Regions from separate parts of the Mus musculus genome. Here region 1 is linked to region 2. The links are chromatin contacts, called in public promoter capture Hi-C maps. All regions are on one chromosome and are shown on one strand. The core of a region is the stretch at or near the end of the contact, and the rest is flanking DNA. Distances in the headings are between cores, read along the strand shown.

Region 1 (3,437 bases), core at 514-3,013, 190 kb after region 2:
AGTCCTGCTGGCCTTTTAGGCATCTGAGCTCATGAATCAGCTCTGCTATCTGGTCCTTCAGTTCCCTAATGTACTGGTTAGAGTCAGACCTGTTAAGCTGTCCTTGGAGCTTGCCTTCTTCTTTCTTTCTTTCAGGTGGCTGAGGTTGCTGGAGGCTGATGAACTTGATACAAGAGAGGAACCACCGTTTCTTCTTGACCCATTCACTGATCTTAAAGACTTACTGTCTGTCTCTATTAATCTGTTTTGTTCCTCCAGCTTAGCCAGGAGTTCTAAGTCGTCTGGACTCAACTTTGATGGGGAAGATGGTGACTGTGTTGGTGTTGACAGTGTGGTAGATGAGGATGTAGTGTGTAGTGAGGCAGATGGACTTGCCACCTGACTGGCCATCTGACTGACTGTGTGCGATACTGTGTTCTTCACCCATGAGAGAGTAGAACTCAGCTTTTTTGCCACCTTGTCTGTCGCCACAGTCTGCAGTCCAACTCCCAACAATGGTCAGCAACAGCTATGAATGGAAGTCCAAGGATCTAACAGTTGCTCTGTCCCATGAGGCAAGTAGGCAAAGGGAGAGAGGGAGAGAGGGAGAGAGGGAGAGAGGGAGAGAGGGAGAGAGCGAGACATTGTTTCAAACATTAAAAAAAAAGGAAATGTCTTTCACTGCCTCCCCTTGATTTGCTGAGGGTTGTTGATGGGGTTCTTGTGCTCTGAGGAAAAGTCCGGAGAACCCACAGCTACAGCAACCCTTTAAGAGCAGATAGAATGTTCTGGAGCTAGGTGGTATAGACAGTGGTGGCAGTTGCACCCCCTTTCAGATTTGCTGAAACCATGAATTGCATACCTTAAGGGTGGGGTTCATGGGGTGTGAAATAAATATCAATTCTAAAATGAAAAAAAAAAAAGAACATCAAAATAAACAGGCTGGCGATGTGACCCTGGCAAAGCATTTGTTCAACATAAGTGTAACTCTAAGCTTAACCTCTAACATCACTGAAAAATAAAAGGAGACAAAACCATGATGAAATAGCGGCAATGGTGATGCCGACTGTAAGCCTAGCCCTCGGAGGTGGAGTCAGGACTGTGATATCTGGACCAGCCTGGCCTACACACAAGGAGTCCTTGCCTTTGAGAGGAAAAAATTAGCTGGCTACTTTAGAAATAAAATTTTTAAAAAATTAGTAAGACTTGGAACCCATACCTCTTAATATCATAAAATTCCAAATTTCCAAAAGGGAGTGGCTTGATTTTTCACACCAACACATAGGATCGATGCCTGCTATAACTCTTGGCAGTTGAGTAGAGAAGAGGCTGAACAGACATTTTCAGTACATGTGTGCATTTTGATTATGACCATAGATGTCTGACAATGTTGTGGAATATCCCCCAGAGAAGACCATCAGACACAGGTTCAAACCAATAGGAAGTCTTAATTACCCGGCTGGTGACTACACTGGGTGGTTGGGACCTGAGAGTGGTCCTGTGCCTTTCTCAGGATGAACTTTTAAGCCCACCCTGCATCCTGGGTTGACACACCTCAGTTAGCAAGAACAGATAACCAAGAGAGGAACTACAGAAGCTAAAAAGCAAGGTTAGCACACTTAGGGGCTTTGCCAGAAATATGGACTTTGGCAAATCAGGTCTTTGTTTTGGCAAAGTCCATATTTGTTATGTGCCAAGTTTGGCAAGTATGCTAGGTTCCAAAGTCTGAATGACACCTCTGTAATGGTGTCATTTGGGCTAAGGTTTGGCAGCCTACTAAGGGTCTGGGAGCCTGTTATAGAAGCAGTTTGACAAAACCATTCAGAATGGAATGTGTGGGAGCTGTCAGGGCCCCAGCCCCTCAGACATTTGTCATAAGACTGAATCGCTCTCACATTCTGATACAGCCCATCATCATGTCTCTGACCACAAGGGATCGAGTATTCCTTCTTTTCAGAGCTATGGATTAAAAATTGTTGTAAGCCCAGCGGTCGTGGTGGTGGCACACACCTTTAATACCAGCACTTGGGAGGCAAAGGCAGGTGGATTTCTGAGTTCTAGGCCAGCCTGGTCTACAGAGTGAGTTCCAGGACAGCCAGGGCTACACAGAGGGGAAAAACAAAACAAAACAAAACCAAAACCAAAAACCAAAAAAAACAAAAAACAAAAAACAAAAACAAAAACAAAAAAAAAAACTGTCTCAAAAAAGCCAAGGGAAAAAAAAGTTGTTTTGATAGCAAGAACTTTAACAGAGCTTAGGCAAAGGCTGTACTTAGATAAAGCGTGAATGGAAATCTATTTCTTTATCTGAAGCACGATACATTCGATGCAAAGAATTCTTTTCATTGTGGAAAAACAAGAGAAAATAGATATTAATGTCTGTCCTACCATACTCCTGATTGGTTTAGGCTTGGGTGGTGGTAAGATGCCAAAGCTTTTAAATTCAGACTCCGTTTTAGAGACCCTGACCTAAGTTTGAACTCAGGTAAACTAACAGGCTGGTACCTAGCATTAATTTCCAAGTTGCCCCCCAACAAAACCTGAGCCTAGCTGCAGTCTCTAAGCTAATCCCCAACAAGACCAGACTTTCCAGGTTACTCCCTTAACAAGACCAGTGTCTCCAGGTTATTCCCCCCAACAAACCTGCACCCATGTTCCAAGCCCACCCCCTGCCTAACGACCACCAGTGCAGAGGGAGCAGACTGTCTGACTCCCAGCACCAACCAATCATGTTAAAAGCCACAGGAGCTTTTCAATTAGATGCTTGCACACACATTCCCTGCTTGCTACTTTCTATAAAGCCCTGCCTCGATAGACATTCAGGGCTCCCCCACCACTGTGTGATGGTGGTACGTTGTGGGGGAGGGGCCCGGGGGGCAAGCTAGCTCAAATAGAATAAAGACCCTGCTGTGAGTTGCATCAGATTGGCTCCTGTGTGTGTGTTGGGGGAATCACATAACCTAGCATTTCCCTGGGACAACAGTGGCCAAACCTGACCAATGGGAGTCAAGTCTGGGCTTTGTGCCGCAATGTCTGGGGTCTCACTACTGGCCAACCTGACAGGGACTAAATTGAGAATGATATTGACACAGAATGAGTAGAGACACAGGAAGAGGGGACACTGTCCTAACGTCCATCCTCTGTCACTTTGGACATGTTCTTCTTTAAATGTTCTGTCTTTGAAATTAAAGTTGTACACTGAGATGAACCTCTGTCTCCACCTTCTCCTGCATTCTCTGGGTTCCCTATCCTGGCTCCACTGGAATGAGCCCAGAGCTGGGAAGGAGGGTTTGAGTTGCTACCTCGGAACTGTGTAATAGGTAATTCAGTGACACCGGGTGGTATAAAAACCCTTGACAAACGTGAGTCTCCGTCTCCTGTGAAATTGCAGTGGCTTTGTGCCTGTGCTGCTTGCTTTGTGGCTGTGGGTAGACAGCACTGGCTGCTGATCTACACGT
Region 2 (3,186 bases), core at 435-2,934:
TCTGGAGATAGATAGGACTGAAAGAGTAAGGCTCTCACTCATCTCATCTCTGCAAGGATGGCACCAATCTGCGAAACAGAGTTCCATGGTTTCCACATTAACAAAGGTGACCGTGTCTTCAACATCTGCTCTTAAATTTAGCAAGAAGGGACTACCTGTTGGCTCCTACGAAAGAAGCTGGACCATGAAGACTTCAGGGATGAAGGTGTCCATGCTCTGAGCCATCATCAGTTTCAGGCATGAGTTCCTCTGCCCTGTGGATACCTTGTTCTTGTTCATTGCATCCTATTCTCCAGTAAACACGTGTCACAGTGTGCTTACCTTGTCCAATGTGCATTTCATCCATAATTAAACCTGTGTTGTGTGACTACACTCTCCTTCCACTGTCCCCAGGACTCTGGGGCCTGGTCAACAACGCTGGCATCTCCACCCCCTCGGGTCCCAACGAGTGGATGAAAAAACAGGACTTTGCAAGAGTACTGGATGTGAACCTGTTGGGCATGATCGAGGTGACTCTGAGCATGCTGCCCTTAGTGAGGAAGGCGAGGGGTCGTGTGGTCAACGTCTCCAGCGTCATGGGCCGAATGTCTTTCTTTGGTGGTGGTTACTGCATCTCCAAGTATGGTGTAGAGGCCTTCTCAGACTCCCTCAGGTACTGGAAGGGAAGGGGTCCCCGAGGGAAGCTTTGATAGGGTATTTATTTAATCACAGTCTTTATGTCCCCATCATGGGGTTGGAGAGATAGCTCAGAGGTAAAGAGAATTAGCTGCTTTCCTGAGGTCCTGAGTTCAAGTCCCAGGATCCACACGGTGGCTCACAATCATCTATAATGAAATCTATCTTTTTAAATAAATAAATAAAGAGCCTGCCCTTCATTGGAGGTAAGCAGTCATTCGCTTGGAATCACCTTCTCATGTCTATGGCTGAGGTAGGACTGAGCCATAAGTTCAGTTATTCTATTTATTTATTTGTTTAAGACAGGGTCTCACCATGTAATCTTGGCTGTCCAGGAATTCACTAGGTAGACCAGACTGGCCTCAAACCCTTACAGATCCATCCCCTGAATGCTGGAATTAAAGGTGTGTGCCACCATGCCAGGCGAGGTCAGTTAATAGTCTGGAGGAGGATGCAAACTTGGAACATGGTTTTTGAGTTAGAGTTGGACCTGAGGTAATGTGGGCAGAGTTTGGAGCCTTAATCTTTAGTGATGTTTAACTTGAGGATGTCCGAGGTCTTGAGGCAGACCGAGCATCTCATTCAGTCCAGTACGTACTTTTCCAGACTTACAAGAGTCTCCCATCAACTCACTGCACAATCACAAGGTTCTCTCTGACCTTAAACACACTGGCAGCTGAGAGCTTGAAAGTCTGGGGTTGGAGCCAGGGGATTACTGTGGCCATCCTTTGAAGTGGTTATCTCCAGTTAATCATTGGTGAGAGAGTAGTTATTAGTCTTTGGGTCCTATAGTAAGAGTCCAAACAGGAACCTGGCAGCCTCGTTAGGAAGACCACTGGGAAAATCTATCCACCTTAGGCTTGGTGTGATCATTAACTGACCAGAGAAAGCTGCTGGCCCCTATTTGACAAAAGGGAAAGTCAGGCGACACAGGCAGGAGGCTGAGTAGCTGAGCACGTGCAGGCTTGTGGGGAGTCTGAGGGCTCTTGGCAAGCAAGGATGAATGTTTATTATGAACCTGCCAAGGCAGATGGAAGAGGTTGAGCCAGGTAACCTGTCAGCTGCGGAGTCCAGGCTGACTGTGATCTGAGGCTCTAGGAAGATACCTACAGGATCCAGCCGGGAGCTGGCCTGTGAGCTTCCTGGGATGGGTTTGGGGAAGCAGTAGTGAGGAGGAGGTGCCTTGGGCAAGGACGAGCGACTTTTGCATCTGGCATTCATTGAGAAGTCTTACCTGCACCCGCCAAATACTGTGCGGCATTCACAAGCACAGAGGCGATGCCTGTACAAGCTCCATCCCTACTTGCTGCACATCCCCGATGCAAGCTTGTGACCATTCTTCACCACAGACTGTTACTGGCATGCTACGGCACTCTTATTCAGAGTCTTTTCATGGAAAGACCCCTCAAGCCCTTGACATCTGTCTGTCTTGCAGGAGGGAGCTCTCCTATTTTGGGGTGAAGGTGGCTATTATAGAGCCTGGAGGCTTCAAGACTTGTGTGACAAGTAGTGACAGGCTATCATCAAACACCAAGATGATCTGGGACAAGGCCAGCTCGGAAGTCAAAGAGATCTATGGCGAGAAGTTTTTATTATTCTGTGAGTGGATTTTGGGGGAACAAAGCCAACTTGAGTCTACAATTCTGAATCTATTGTTAGTGTTGCCAGCAGCCCCCCCCCCCCCGCCAGGTGTTTCTTCTGGTAGCAGGTGGGCACCTCACCACATAAAGGGAACCTGGCTACTAGACATGAGGCTATGGTTTATAGGAACCCCTCAATATAATGAGATCAAAGCTAAAACAGATACAGGAAGCAGTATTTTCCATGAGCCTGGACTTTCTCCAACTACTGGGGAGACTACATAATAATCTCAAGAGAAACACAGCAGGCTCAGTATTCATGGTTTTTCCTGGTGGCTTGGTTGTGGTCCTTGTGAGGAACTAGGACAGGCTGGGCTTGGGTTTCAGACACATGGATTCTCCCACATAGGGAACGGAAGTTCTCCTCTATGCTGCTGTAAGACAGGCGTGGTGGGAGCTGAATGACCACCTGAATCATTCCTCATTCTGCATAGATCTGAAAAACCTAAACGAATTGGACAAGAGGTGCAACAAGGACCTGTCTGTGGTGACTGACTGCATGGAGCACGCTCTGACTGCCTGCCACCCTCGCACTCGATACTCAGCAGGCTGGGATGCCAAGTTCCTCTTCCTCCCCTTGAGCTACCTGCCCACCTTTCTTGTGGATGCCCTTCTCTACTGGACTTCCATGAAGCCTGAGAAAGCCCTCTGAAGTGTTCACCTATGTGCATACCTGGGGAGATGTAGGTAGAGTGTGAGAGAGAGAATATTTAGGGGAAATTAGGAGGGTTGAGGGAGGGAGTTTATTAGTCTGGGGTTCTTAGTCAACACACTTCATCTCATTAATTCTCCTATGACACTACACAAGACTGATGATGACCAAATAAATAGGCAAAGAATTCTGCCAAGGGATTCAGATACAAAAGTGCTG

What was found. Promoter capture Hi-C pulls out the DNA fragments that hold promoters and counts their contacts.
Region 1: a contact with region 2 is called in a promoter capture Hi-C map of liver. The contact joins two enhancer-like sites. A contact is called at or near these places in 12 of 39 promoter capture datasets (the C10 cell line, the HPC-7 cell line, cranial neural crest and 7 more), 1 of 15 datasets of contacts at CTCF or cohesin (the NIH/3T3 cell line), 3 of 484 Hi-C or Micro-C datasets (bone marrow-derived macrophages, embryonic fibroblasts and myocytes), 7 of 115 datasets of contacts at active chromatin or transcription factors (embryonic basal ganglia, embryonic forebrain, embryonic hindbrain and 2 more) and 4 of 9 other capture datasets (adipose tissue, liver, macrophages and 1 more).

What each region holds. Positions count from the first base shown.
Region 1 is chr10:127,948,093-127,951,529 of GRCm38.p6, forward strand. All of the region lies in intron 1 of Gm40805 (a long non-coding RNA gene), which reads right to left. It also overlaps the pseudogene Gm15900. Among named protein-coding and RNA genes, the nearest start is that of Gm40805, 2.7 kb to the right of the region's middle. Within about 2 kb of position 1,764, at least 4 of the 459 cell types and tissues checked have an H3K27ac peak or open chromatin away from gene starts, as enhancers often do. A contact at or near this core is called in liver, where this site is marked.
Region 2 is chr10:127,762,572-127,765,757 of GRCm38.p6, forward strand. Rdh1 (retinol dehydrogenase 1 (all trans)) reads left to right here. Exons shown (of 4, transcript NM_080436.3): 2 at 394-652; 3 at 2,111-2,274; 4 at 2,750-3,186. The coding sequence ends at 2,967. Among named protein-coding and RNA genes, the nearest start is that of Rdh1, 4.4 kb to the left of the region's middle. Within about 2 kb of position 1,685, at least 19 of the 459 cell types and tissues checked have an H3K27ac peak or open chromatin away from gene starts, as enhancers often do. A contact at or near this core is called in liver, where this site is marked.